Regions from separate parts of the Zea mays genome. Here region 2 is linked to region 1. Evidence: chromatin contacts called from public Hi-C data. All regions are on one chromosome and are shown on one strand. The core of a region is the stretch at or near the end of the contact, and the rest is flanking DNA. Distances in the headings are between cores, read along the strand shown.

Region 1 (2,700 bases), core at 20-2,519:
AAATTCGGCTCTTTGTAGAGCGCTCGACACTTTGTCCACTGTTTTTTGTCGAGGACTCGACAATTCTTTTTACCTAGTGTCAAGGTCATAACACTCGACAAAGAAGACATACCTGAGCACCAGTAAAGCCTCTTTGACGAGTGTTATGGCCTTAGCACTCAACAAAGGAACTGACAAAATGGGCCTACGGGTGATCCCTTTGCTGAGTGCTAGTTAGTCGGACACTCGGTAAAGAGGTAACCTTTGCTGAGTGCCACCTAATACGCTCGGCAACGGAACTAACAAGGGACTACAAGGGCTTCTTTACCGAGTGTCAGTACAACGGACACTCGGTGGGCGCTCGACACAGGCTCCGTTGCCATCACCTGGCGCCGTAACGGTGACGACTTTTCTTTGCCGAGTATCGAGTGACACTCGATAAAAATGTTATTGTCGATGTACAGTTCGCCGAACTTTATTTGCCGATTGTCACAATCAGTAAAGGCTTCGCCGAGTATTTTCCAGATTTTGACGACGAAGCAGCTGTTTTCAACTGTTTCGGGTGGTGATATGTACCTCGTATGTATCATGCGTATGTAGAGCTAGCGATGGCGAGAGCGAGGTTACGACCGGTGTGCAGCTGGACCACGACCGACGCACGTACGTACTCGTCGGTCGTCGTCCAGTCCTGGCCTCGTCGTACGTCGGCCAATGACAGGCGGGCTTTGTGGACGTGGTGACCAGAAGACCACCAAGGCGCGCGCATACTACGGCATATATGCAGCACGCACAATGACGGCTCAGCTGCCGGAAGAGCTAGCGAGACGACGATCGACATCCACCCATTTGCATGCATGCGCGCGTATGCGTATTGCGTAGCCCCCCGGTTTCGCCGGGCGACTAGACTGCGACCGCGACGAACGCACGAATGATCATGCATGGCTCCGAGCAGACACTGTCACGATAGCTAGCCGCCGGCCTGGCGGTAGGCCGGCCGGAGCTGTCCCCGCCGGCTCGACGCCCACCGTCGTCGTCGCTGTCCGACAGCACGTGCATGCATATGGCCCGGCGAGCGCGCGCGCCCGGCGGCATGGCATCGTCAGCAGGTCGCCGTCACCGCGCGCGTAGTACCCGCCCGCCCGCCCGCCGTCCGTCCCATTGGTACTCGCGTCGCTTTTGAGCTGGGTGGATGGCAGGTCCAGGCCGGCAGCTCCCCCATCTTTTACCGCGGCCGGTAGCATTTTGTCGGCACAGCGGCCAAAAGGTCGCTGTAGCTAGCCGCCCAGCTGGCTAGCTCCGTACGTCCTGCTCGTGTGCATGTGGCGTCACCATATGCGTGCAGTATTACCTAGTACAGTACCACATGTTTCGGTTGGTTCAGCGTCTCCATCACACGTGCACGTAAAGTTAATTACCAAGAAAAGGAGATACGGTGAAACGACTGAGAGTCAAGCTATAACTAATAGCTTATATATAGAAACTAATATCAATATATATCCAAGACCACAGATAGATAAACTACGAGAGTACGAGAACATATTGTTGCATGACCCCAACATACGTGGCCCCAACATACTCATTATAACACCTAGGAATCCTATTTTGGGGTTTTAAAAAGATTCATAAAAAGGATTAAGAATTTAAATAACTTTTAATAAGTACTACCGGACTCGCCTTCTTTGCAAAGGCTATTTTAGAGCCGGTGAAGCTTTTGCCGAGTGTTGAGCTGTTTTTACAGGATCACCTATTCACCCCTCCTCTAGGTGCTCTCACCACCGCCCAAAACCGATCCGATGTCTTGTATTCCTCAAGTATGATCCTTGCCATATCCAAAAGAGTTCTATTCTCTCTCTCCACAACACTGTTTTGTTGAGGCGTGTAGGGAGAAGAGAACTCATGCTTGATGCCCTACTCCTCAATAAATCCTTCAATTTGAGAGCTCTTGAACTCCGTTCCATTGTCGCTTTTAATCTTCTTGATTCTCAATCCGAACTCATTTTGAGTCCGTCTCAAGAATTTCTTTAAGGTTTCTTGGGTTTGTGTTTTTTACTGAAAAAAGAACATCTAAGTGAAGCGAGAATAATCATCCATAATTACAAGACAATACTTACTCCCGCCGATACTTAAGTAAGAAATCGAGCCGAATAGATCCATGTGAAATAGCTCAAGGCCTCTCAGTCGTCATGATGTTCTTGTGTGGATGATGAGTTCCAACCTGCTTCCCTGCTTGGCATGCGCTACAAATTCTATCTTTCTCAAAATGAACATTGGTTAGTCCTAAAATGTGTTCTCCCTTTAGAAGCTTGTAAAGATTCTTCATCCCAACATGAGCAAGTCGGCGATGCCAGAGCCAACCCATATTAGTCTTAGCAATTAAGCAAGTGTCTGGTTCAACATTATTATCAGTGAAATCAACTAAATATAGCTGACCATCTAACACTCCCTTACAAGCTAGTGAATCATCATTTCTTATAAAGACGGTTACATCAACATCAGTAAATAAACAGTCGTTGCCCATTTGGTATAATTGAGATACATAAAGCAAGTTGTAACTTAGAGATTCTACAAGAAATACATTAGAAATGGAATAACCAGGAGATATAGCAATTTTACCCAATCCTTTGACCAAACCTTGATTTCCATCCCCGAATGTGATTGCTTTTTGGGGATCATCATTTATATCATATGAGGAGAACATTCTTTTCTCCCTTGTCATGTGGT
Region 2 (2,777 bases), core at 223-2,722, 170 kb before region 1:
GTCATTATAACGCACGGATATTATAATAGTCTTACCACACACGGACATTATAGTATTGTTTTAGCAAAATATATAGGAGTATATCCTAGTAGCCATTCATGAATTATTTCCTAGCACGTTTCAGTTTTGGAGTAGACGATCAATAAAGATGGCAGTAGGTACGCTAGCTCTAGTACTCGATCATACGTACCACCAACAGGGCGGCTGGAGCCGGCGCAGGGTGAATCAGCGCCGCTGCCGTGGGTGGGGCTGCTGCCGCCGGACAGCCCGTAGCACTGGATCTCCACGGTGCAGTCGGAGGGCAGCTCCAGCCCGAGGTCCCGGCACGCGCGGACCTCCTCCACGTCCATGGCCACCCCGCCGCCCGCCGCGGTGGCCTGATGGTCCGAGTGCGACGACGACGACGACGACGTCCCCACCACCACCACCACGGGGGTGCCCGCGTCGGGAGCGCCGCCGTTGCGCTGGTGCCAGCTCCGCTTCATCTCCCATGCGTGGTCCAGCCACGCCTCCCGCGCCGCGCGCTCGCGCTCGCGCCGCACCATGCTGAAGCTGCTCCGCCGCAGCCTCAGCCGCTGCTGCTGCTGCTGCGTCGTCCCGCCGCCACGGAAGAGCCGCGCCCATTGCTCCGCATGCGGGTCGTCGCCGTCGTCATGCCCCTGCTCCTCCTGAAGCTTCCTCGTGTCCTCGATCGCCAGCCACGCGTGCGGCGGCGGCAGCGCCCGCGCGCCGCCGGACGAGCGCCGGAACCGCGGCGTCCCCTCCCCCGCGTCGGCCTCGTGAGGATGTCCGTTCCTTGGCCTGGCAACGCCGCCTTCACTGCCGACCTTGTAGACGCCCTGAGCGTCTCCTCCTCCTTCGACGGACAGGCGAGACACCCGCTTGCTCACCTCCCTCGCCACCACGGCGGCGCGGCTAACAAGGTCGTCGTCATGCTGCCGCTGCTGCTGCTGCTCATCAGCCTCTCCGTCGACGATGAAGCTGACACGCTGCTCAGTCGTCGTCGCGCTGGCCATGCCTGACCTGCTAAACTAGCTTGCTAGGTGGCTCTCGTTCAGCTTGGATCGCGAGAAGAGAAGAAGCGGTGCAGGTGAGAATATATAGTAGCGGGCGAGCGAGCAGCGCTTGCTTGGTTGGTTTGGTCATTGGTGGGCATGAAGCGTAGGCTACTAGGCTGGCGAGTGGTGACTGGTGAGGCAGGGAGGGAGTGGCGGCTGGCTCCGGCCCCTGGCACGGCGCGCGTAGTGGGGGTTGAGGTGACCCGCGTCCGGCGATGGCGACGCCCGGGGAACTGGTGGCACATGGACTGGATGACGGACGAATGGAGACGAAGATAAAGGCAGCAGCTGCCTGCAGATAGGTTTGTGCCGTTGTGCGTGACGTTGGGCGATGCTGGCTGTCCCTCTCGCTCTCTGCATGGTATGGTGCCATTGCCATGGCAGGCATGGCAAGGAGAGTGTACGTATCAACAGTGCCCTGTTCAATCCGGTGTACGTGCAGGTCTCCTGTCTCCACAAATGCGTAATGAATTCGATCAGGATGCATGACCGCCGCGCGCTGATTCAGAAGTATGTAGTCGTAGTAGCATTTACTGTTATGCATATATTTGCGGCGGTGTCGAGTGTTTGACATGCAAGCATGGATGGACAGTTAGCTAAGTGGATCGTGCCCCGACATGGCACCTCACGTACATGGCGAGTGTCAAATAATCTGTGGAGTGTTTTTTTTTTTTTGGTAAATGAGTTCTTTGTCGAGTGCTTAACAAAAAAACACCACTTGGTAAAGAGGTTTTTTGCCGAGTGTTTTTTATGACACTCGGCAAAGAGTTTTTTTGCCGACTGTTTATTTTTTACACTAGGCAAAAAGCTTCTTTGTCGAGTGTTTTTTTCAACACTAGGCAAAGATAATATAAAAATCGTATTTTGAAGTAGTAAACTAATACAAATGAAAAGATTTTCAACTAAAAATTTATACAATTCATCAAGATGTACAATTTATATTTTGGTCATTTATTCATATGGTAAAATAAAAGTAAATTTGTTTAGAAAAAATATATCTCTTTCATAGTTTATGAAACTACAAGAGAGATGTATAAGATTTGTGAATAATGTTAGAACCAACATGTGAGATGAATAAATAACCAAACAACCAAAATAAACTTTATAGTTCTTGAAAAGTTATGTAATTTTGTAGTTGACAACTTTTTGATTTGAAGTCATCTTATTAACGAAAACTATGTCTGAATTTTAAAAATTTAAAATTTGGATTTTCGAAACGACCTCAAATGGAAAACAACCAAAATGAAAGTTTTAGGTCTTAAAAAGTTAACATTTTCGTTTGAAATCATCTTGTTATGAAAAACTTTTTAGTTGATAACATTTTGGTTTGAAATCATCTTGTTATGAAAAAGATTGTTTGAATTTTAAAATTCAAAATTTTCAAACGACCTCGGATGGAAAAACCAACAAAATAAAAGTTGTAGGTCTTGAAATTCAAATTTTGTAAACAACATCGCATAAAGAAACTATCAAAATGAAAGTTATAGATCTTGAAAAGTTATGCAACTTTACAGTTGACAACATTTTCATTTAAATCCATTTATTAGTTTATCAAATAATTAATTTACTCTCGGTTTGTTATAATACATGGGGAAGGAAAGCGTAATATAAACATAAGTGATATAGTGGTGTAGTGGTAGAGGAGGTTGTGCATGAGATAGGTTGGGAGTCCGAATCTCACCAATCACAAAACAAGTGAATTCAATTCAAAAATTGGTG

What was found. Hi-C and Micro-C count contacts between places; a contact is called where the count stands out from the background.
Region 2: a contact with region 1 is called in a Hi-C map of leaf mesophyll, with 3 times the contacts expected there. The contact joins the promoter of LOC103641363 here to the enhancer-like site in region 1. A contact is called at or near these places in 3 of 25 Hi-C or Micro-C datasets (leaf and leaf mesophyll).

Annotation. Positions count from the first base shown.
Region 1 is chr10:89,763,765-89,766,464 of Zm-B73-REFERENCE-NAM-5.0, reverse strand. No RefSeq gene overlaps it. Among protein-coding and RNA genes, the nearest start is that of LOC100193483, 140 kb to the right of the region's middle. Within about 2 kb of position 1,269, at least 15 of the 20 cell types and tissues checked have an H3K27ac peak or open chromatin away from gene starts, as enhancers often do. A contact at or near this core is called in leaf and leaf mesophyll, where this site is marked.
Region 2 is chr10:89,935,449-89,938,225 of Zm-B73-REFERENCE-NAM-5.0, reverse strand. It overlaps LOC103641363, which reads right to left and starts at 1,472. Exons shown (of 2, transcript XM_008664718.3): 1 at 191-1,472. The coding sequence starts at 1,016.